Regions from separate parts of the Triticum aestivum genome. Here region 1 is linked to region 2. Evidence: chromatin contacts called from public Hi-C data. All regions are on one chromosome and are shown on one strand. Each heading gives the region's core, a stretch centred on a gene start, on an enhancer-like site or on the middle of the called end of the contact. The rest is flanking DNA. Distances are from core to core; before and after follow the strand shown.

Evidence for each region. A called contact is a pair of places that touch in the nucleus more often than the background predicts.
Region 1: a contact with region 2 is called in a Hi-C map of leaf, with 4 times the contacts expected there. The contact joins the promoter of LOC123069297 here to the enhancer-like site in region 2. A contact is called at or near these places in 2 of 5 Hi-C or Micro-C datasets (both in leaf).

The regions. Positions count from the first base shown.
Region 1 is chr3B:188,776,910-188,781,182 of IWGSC CS RefSeq v2.1, forward strand. LOC123069297 (G-type lectin S-receptor-like serine/threonine-protein kinase At2g19130) reads right to left here and starts at 2,464. Exons shown (of 2, transcript XM_044492114.1): 1 at 1,441-2,464; 2 at 1-1,345. The coding sequence starts at 1,074.
Region 2 is chr3B:188,723,504-188,727,841 of IWGSC CS RefSeq v2.1, forward strand. No RefSeq gene overlaps it. Among protein-coding and RNA genes, the nearest start is that of LOC123069297, 54 kb to the right of the region's middle. Within about 2 kb of position 1,533, at least 5 of the 8 cell types and tissues checked have an H3K27ac peak or open chromatin away from gene starts, as enhancers often do. A contact at or near this core is called in leaf, where this site is marked.

The sequences.
Region 1 (4,273 bases), core at 1,214-3,713, 54 kb after region 2:
TCTTGAAGATATCTTGTACACCCAGAAAATCACCAGCATGATAAGAAGACCAACAACTATTGGACCAATAACCAACATGACATGCTGTATGCGTCCTTGCTGCCTTTTACCATGAGCTATACGCATGGAAATCTTGGCGTGGTGAATGGCACTATTTCCAAAAGTCAAATTAAGTAACACATCATACCATATCTTGCATCCAGAGAGATCATAGGAATATGCGACGCAATAGCATTGGTTCAGACAGGCCACTTGACAGTCTTCACTAGTTTCTTCCCTTGTATCTTGAGGGTTGGCAGGAAGGCCTTGCACGTTGTCTAACAAAACAAACGAGTCGGTGGAGATGCCGTCTTCGCAATCTGAGGGTATTATTCTAGAGCAGCCGCTAACAAATTGCCCAAGCCTCCATTCATCTGGATCACTTGGTCTGAAACCATCAATGCACGCGCATGTTCCTGCGCTTGTGCAAGCACTGAATGCGCCGCAATAGAAAGCACTGATTTTGCAGCTGGAGGGATAGCTCCACAGAGGTTGCCAACCAGTAATCGTCGCATTATTTACCCACCTCAGCAGACTGACTTGCCCCATATGCAGCCTCATGAATTGGATATCATTTGGGTTCTCTGGATAATTTAGCCGGACCAAACTGCCTTCTTCGTATGTTACCATCCCGTCCGGAAAGGTACCAAGATGGTCATGCCCATCAATGGACATGACAAATCCCATCTTCCTACTCTGGTCAATCACGAGGGTGCAATGGTAAGGAGGCTTGGATAAAGTAAGCGAGATGTGTGCTCCGGTGGCCACGTCCAATCCTAGCCATGCTCCAGGTAGCAGAGCATCAGCTGGATGATCAAAGCTCTGCCATACGACCTTAGAGTGGTTGATCTGATCTCTCACAACAAAATTCCCGGTGTTAAGGAGAACCGCCACAGATCTGGTTGATCCATTTGTTGCTGAACCCGAGGTCCAGAGAACAGAACCAAGCTCCTCAATATATAATTCACCTGCGGCAAGGTACAACGTTGTGCTGAGGAAGCTGGTGATAGGGATTCTGTTCCCCAGCCAGAACATAGCTCGTGGCTGCCTATCAGGTTCTTGTACTGTATGCCCAAGTAGTGCTTCATGGCACCTGGGGATGGGGAGAAGAACCCCAACTCAAATACACCATTTTCGGAGACCAAGATTTCGCTGCCCGAGATAGATTGGCCAGGAAGAAGGGTATCCGTTGGAACTGCAGCTTGACTTGCATCAAATACTAGGAACATGTAGGGGATCAGTGCAGCAAATAGGAGAGAGATAGAAGACTTGCAGTTCATTTTCTTCACGTGTAAGCACAATCTATCTGTGAAGCCAGAAGAAGACAAAAGCAAAGAAATGATCAATATATACAGGGTTATGATGGAAAACTGAAACAAGGGCAGATATTATAATACACACCTCAAGCAAAGAAGCTTCACGTTGCTCTCATCTCCATGCTATACTCGCTGTTCCTGCAGTTCTCCAGTAGTGGTGGTTGGTTTTGTTTAGACACGCGAGAGCAACCTGTTAGTTGATTAGGACAGTTATCTGTCTAGGCAGACAAGTCCAAGCAGGGTCAAGCAACCTATTTTGACTAATCAATGATGACAAATGGTAACGATGTGCTTTCACTAATGGTTTTTGCCAAACATTCCACTCAACAAGGCTTTCAGATATGTGCCTTGCTCCAGACCCCCAGTCTGCTCCATAGATGGTCCACTCATCAAGTGCTCTTTTTTCTTTTTCCATTCTTTTTTGTTTTCCTACATAAGTTATGTAGTTGATGGGCAGAAATTCAGAGCCTCAGAGAGAAGTAGGCATTGTTTCCTCAGGGCATAAACATGGTATTGTTCATTCGATCGCCATCTCTGTCCTGGTCGAACACAATCTTCTTTCGTGCAAGGACAAGACCAGTGACAAAGTTAGAATTAATTTAGAGACCCGTAATATTGCATGAAAAAGCAAGCATCCCTGCGAATGTGATGATCTAGTAGATATACTAGCAACATTATACGACCTGTACAAAGGAGTACTTCAGCTATAGACCAGCATCACTAACACTGACAAACTGAATACGTTTCTTACTGTAAATTGACAAACTCATTATGAAGAGTTACAGTTGCACTTAAGTTTCAGAAACAGAACCAAATTGCAATTGCAAACAAATTGGATTGTTCCAAAATTGATTTTATAATGCTTTTTTTCAGACTGCGCAGCCTAACATAGGAATCCAGAACGGTTTACATTGTTTTTTTTCTCCACCACATTTTATGACTGCACTGTTAGGAATATGCAACTTGTATTCCCATGAGGCCATAGGCCGATATATATATACATGTACAGGTGTGGAACATATGCAGGAAACCCCTCATACAACGAGATAAATATAAAGGGGTACATGACTTATATTATAACTCTAACACCCCCCCTCAAACTCATGGTGGATGAACAACACTGAGTTTGGAGAGATAAAAGCCATGTTGTGCTCTAGTCTGAGCCTTTGTCAGGAAATCCGCCAACTGTAACTCGGAAGGCACATACTGAAGAGCAATAACCTCATCCTGCACAGCAGCGCGCACATAGAAAGCATCAACACCAATATGCTTGGTGAGCTCATGCTTCACAGGATCGCGTGCAATGCTGATAGCACCTGTACTGTCAGATAGAAGCAGAGTCGGTGTAGTGACAGAAACACCAAAATCCTGAAGTAACCACCGTAACCAAGTCACCTCTGCCGTCAAAAGAGCCATTGCTCGCAACTCAGCCTCGGCACTCGAACGGGAAACTGCAAGCTGTTTCTTCGTCTTCCAGGCAATGAGAGAACCACCAAGAAAAACACAGTAAGCAGAAAGTGAACGGCGATCGGAAGGATCACTAGCCCACGTAGCATCCGAATAGGCCTGGAGCTGTAAAGAACTGGAGCGAGGAAAGAATAGACGGTGAGAGATCGTGCCTCGAAGATATCGAAGAACACGAAGGAGATGACTATAGTGAACCGAGGTGGGGGCAGAGACAAACTGACTCAGAATATGAACCGGATAAGAGATGTCCGGACGAGTGACAGCTAGATAGACAAGACTGCCAACAAGATGACGATAACGCGTCGGATCAGGGAGAGGATCACCATCAGTAACACGGAGGTGAACATTAAGCTCCATAGGAGTCTCAACAACGCGCTCGTCAGTAAGAGCAGCACGAGCAAGAAGATCCTGGATATACTTTTCCTGGGATATAAAAAAGCCATCAGAGGTAGAAGAGACTTCAATCCCAAGAAAGTAGCGAAGAGGTCCAAGATCAGACATAAGAAACCGCTCACTAAGACGGGCCTTTACAAAGGCAATATACTCGGGATCATCCCCCGTGATGATCATGTCATCAACATAAAGAAGAAGAAGAGTCCGACCACGAGGAGAAAGGTGAATAAACAATGCGGGATCATGAGCACTTGCTAAAAAACCAGCAGCAGTGATCACAGAGGCAAAGCGCTCAAACCAGGCGCGGGGGGCTTGCTTAAGACCATAGAGAGAGCGACGAAGACGACATACCATGCCATCAGGAACAGAATACCCAGGTGGTGGCTGCATGTACACCTCCTCACGCAGCTCACCATTAAGAAAGGCATTCTTAACATCAAGCTGAGATATAGACCAGTGGCGTGCAGAGGCAACGGCAAGAAGGGTACGAACAGTGGTCATATGAGCCACAGGAGCAAAAGTCTCGTCATAATCACGACCATGCTCCTGCTGAAAACCACGAGCCACAAGACGAGCTTTGTGACGCTCAAAAGAACCATCGGAGCGAGTCTTAACCTTGTAGACCCACTTACAAGTGATCGGACGGACTCCGGGAGGAAGAGAAACAAGATCCCAAGTACCAGTGCGTTCAAGAGCAGCAATCTCCTCTGCCATCGCAAACTGCCATTCAGGATGAACAACAGCCTGACGGTAAGAAGTCGGCTCAAGAACAGCAGCACCAGCAGTGGGAAATCCAAAGCGATCAACAGGCGGACGAGGACGAGAACGCAAACCATAAGTTGGCTGAGAGAAAGATGACGACCCATCCACAGAGGCATCAACTGGTCGTGGACGACGAGTGTAATGTTGAGGAAGAGATGGAATAATAGAAGGAGGAATCGGCAAGGTAGAATCAGGGGGTGACGACGAAGAAGTCACCGGAGATGAAGGTGTAGAATCCGGTGACAAACTGGGAGAGGAAGTCACCGGAGATGAAGGTGGAGAACCCGGTGACAAGC
Region 2 (4,338 bases), core at 283-2,782:
TTGGCGCATACAAAGTGAAATGTCTGCTCGGGAAGAATTGACGATGATGCCACCAATGTGTAACATCGACAGTGTTTTCTGCGCAAAGGTTGATCAGCGGGTTGTAATGGTTTTTGTCCCTTTTTCTTAAATCAAATAGGCAACTCTTTTGTTCTTGATTAATGAAAGCTGTTTCTTTTGCCTTGTTTAAAAAAATGTTCTTTACAAAAGACAAAGTGACAAGCCATAAGAAAAAATAACAAAAATAAATAATCAGATTCAGAAGATGACTTGGGGTGCGTTAAATCGTTGACACAGTCTTCTTGAGAGAAAATGTTGGCACTGTGTCCTAACGTAGAAGAAAACACGTGGCGCAGTCAGAAATTCAGAAGATGACTTGGGGTGCGTTAAGTCTGTGCCGTGTGGCTATAAATATGGCTCGATTGCTGAAGACGGTGTGTTTTTGTCTGATACACTATCCGCATCCCACGTACACAATCTAATGTAGGACCATACATACAGTACCATCAATTGGCCGCTGCGAGCTACCACCGCTCTTAATCCGTAGAGTACTGTACAGAGTACACCTGGTATCTGTACGTACGCCTAGCTCTCCCTACTCAAACCTTATCATCTTGGCGAGAGAGACTTGTCTCAGAGCAACTCAAATCTAGGCATGCTTTCTAGAGGGGTTGGTCTCCTGCGTCTTTTTGGTAGGACTCGACATGGAATGGACCACTCAGCACAGCACACCATGATCCGTAGGCACACACGTACATCAAACCATCATTTTATTACTATTGGATCGGCTCTTTTGCTACCGGTGGTCATACAGTATTATTGTGCTACACGACCTCTTTGATTTGCCCGAGTGCCGCAGAAATTTTGCCAAATTTCTTTGATTTGCCGGAGTGTCGCAGTTTTTTTTGCTGAATTTCACGGAGCTCTCTGCTCTGTGGCCGCGTGCCCGAAAGGCGCGAGGCATGACGTTGCCGCGCATCCGATTTTGAAATCCCCACCATACAATCGCCGATCACATCAGGACGGGCCGCCAGCCCACCATCATCATCCCTCGCTTTTTGTTTCGGCTTGCCGGCCTAGGTTTCTTTCTTGTAGAATAATGCCTTCGCCGGTTTCGGTTCGAGTCCAGGCACTGCTTCTCTAATCTCCATCAGCATGGAGCCCTCGCCAACTTCTTCGTCATGACTCATGAGGCTACTCTTTTATTTAGTCTGCATGGCAATCATGCGAGTTCAACGACCCTGGCAGATGCACAATCTCACACGGGTGGTTAACCGCGCTGTTCTGCAACGCAAGTTGTTGACCAACCATTTCATTTCTGAAGGTCTGGCTTCAGAAGCTGAACCACCGAAAAAAAAAACAGAGGGTGGCGAAGCAGAGTAGCTACCCGTCCCATCATTTTAACGGCGAGGCTATGATGCACGCGCTGTAATTTTCAGTCGCATGATCATCACATCTACTCTGGTGTAATCCTTGTGTTGTACTAGGTAGTAGGGACCGGCGAAGGGATAGGACAATCGGGCCCCTCATGACACGGAAAAGGGGATCAGATGATGACGAACGGTGGATTGTCGCCGGGGTCACGTCCAGGCCAGGATGCGCGACAAGACAAGCGGGGTTTGGACCTGTCATTGCAAGCCCGTGAATGCGACGCCAGTAGCTTTGGACGCCAGCACGAGCTGCGCCTCAATAATTCATCGTACCCCGGCCAAAAGATTGCGCCAATCCGTCGTTGGAGAAGAAGAATACAAGGATAGTACGCACGCTCCGGGAGAGCGAGGGCCTTCTCCGCATCGGCCCGGTGCGTGTGAGCCGCGGAGGGGCGGCCACGCGCGGAACACGCGAGCGGAGGTCCGACGGGGACGGGAACACATTGCACACTAGAGCAACTCCAATGCACTACCCAAACGAATATGAAATTTGTCTATTTTTCGTCTGTTTAGGGTGGCATAGGGATACTTTTGTCCGCCTTTTGTTTTGGGTCGGCATGTTCTCCCGACATAGGCTTATCCAAGTCGAGCGGACATAGCATTTCTTTTGAAAAAACAAAAACAATTGAAGCTGCCGGGGCTTCACCGGCCGAGACAAAGGGCACCTCACGCCTAAGGGTGGACACGGTCCGGGCCGGTCCGGTCCCTGACCGAGCCGTCCTTTGGACCGGCCGTCGGCGGTCCGGACCGGACCGGACCGAGCAGCGTCGCGGTCCTGTTTCCAGGGACCGGACCGGCAGGGACGAAGCCCGAGCCGGACCGAGCGGCTCGTTTGGACCGGCCGGAGTTCACCTCAGAGCACGTGTCGGAGCATGGCGACGCGGGGAGGGCACTGGAGGCAGCAGAGCTCGTCACGGAGATGTCAGGAAGCTTTGGAAGATCGAGAGGGAGCTAGAGGAGCCAAAAAAATCACGAGCTCATCGGCGACGAACTTGGCACGACGGCCGATGAACGGAGATGAAAAAGACGGTGCCCGACGCGGCGATGTATGATCTCCCACGTCGTGTTCGTTGGTGCATACGATAGATCCGAGTGAGGCGCATCTAATGGACATAGTTTCCAGGGCCAGCGAGTCCATTGGCCGCGCAGATGACGGCCCCCCGCGGCGGCGGACATAAACGGCGACGGTTTCTTCAGCCCCCGCCATGCCTGCGCGGCCACGCCCTCGCCACGCCCTGGCCATGCCCCCGCCACGCCTCTGGCATGCCCTGGCCACGCCCCCGGCACGCCCCCGCCATGCTCCACCACGCTCTCGCCATGCCCCCGCCACGCTCCCGTCACGTTCTTCGGTCCGCTCGGTCGGCTCGGTTAAAGCCCGGACCGGACCGAAGATTTGTCGGGCCGGAATAGTGAGCTCGGACCGGCCGATTTTTCGAGCGGGCTAGGCCCGAGCCGGCCAGGACCGAGCGGGCCACGAGCCGGTCCGAAAGACCGCTCGTGTCGTCCACCCTGACTCACGCCTACGTCTGCGGGGACGAGCGCCGCCACAGTGGATCTCCCGCGCAGGTCCGTCCGCCTATCGTCTGGGTGGTGGTGGGGCCGGCGGCGGACGCGGCCGCCATGACCGAGGTGCTGCTCGGCCGCCGCTCACCTCCGCGCGGATCTAGCCCGCAGTCGAGCGTGCGACTAGGGTGGACGGCGGCAGCCGGGGGGGGGGGGGTGTGTGCGGCGGCGAGGAGCGGCCCGGCGGCGTCGGGCAGCGGCTAGGCGCAGGCATAGTTCAAGAGAGATGGTGGGCTAGCAAATAAATTAAGAGAGAGAGGTGGGTGGGTGACAGAAGGGCGAGGCCCGGACATAGGCGGATGAAGCGGGCGCAGAGAACGTTCGCATTGTGTCCTCCATCGACCCAAATGTGACCCAAATATGGGCCCGAAATAGGTTCGAGCGGACACAAAGCGGACACAAAATAGGAATGAGTCTCTGCGTTGCGCCAACGTTTTTGTTCGTTTTGATTCAAACGGACACGACGGACAAATTGGCTCCACCCATTGGAGTTGCTCTAAGCACACGCATTATACCTTCTATAAGTGTCTCCCACAGATGCGCCTAGACCCTTTCACTGAATGAACATCACTAAAAAAACCTTAATTATTTCAAAAACTATGAGCATCAGTGAGGGAGTCCTGGATTAAGGGGTTCTCGGACAGCCGGACTGTATGCTTGGTCCGGACTATTGGACTATAAAGATACAAGACAGAAGACTTCGTCCCGTGTCCGGATGGAACTCTCCTTTGCGTGGAAGGCAAGCTTGGCGATTCGGATATGTAGATTCCTTTCTCTGTAACCGACTTTGTACAACCATAGTCTCCCCCCCGGTGTCTATATAAACCGGAGGGTTTAGACTTCTAGGGTTTAGCCACAACAAACATAACCTCCTAGGCTAGACTTCTAGGGTTTAGCCATTACGATTTCGCAGTAGATCAACTCTTGTAATACTCATATTCATCAAGATCAATCAAGCAGGAAGTAGGGTATTACCTCCATAGAGAGGGCCCGAACCTGGGTCAACATTGTGTCCCCCGCCTCCTGTTACCATTAGCCTTAGACGCACAGTTCGGGACCCCCTACCCGAGATCCGCCGGTTTTGACACCGACATTGGTGCTTTCATTAAGAGTTCCGCTGCGTCGTCATCAGAAGGCTTGATGGCTCCAACAATCATCTACAACAACGCAGTTCAGGGGGGATCTCCCCCCCGACAGATCTTCGTATTCGACGGCTTTGCACTGCGGGCCAACTCGCTTGGCCATCTAGAGCAGATCGATAACTATGCCCCTGACCATCAGGTCAGATTTGGAAGACTGAATTTTGTGGCAGATATATGTGGAGACTTGATCTTCGACGAGTTCA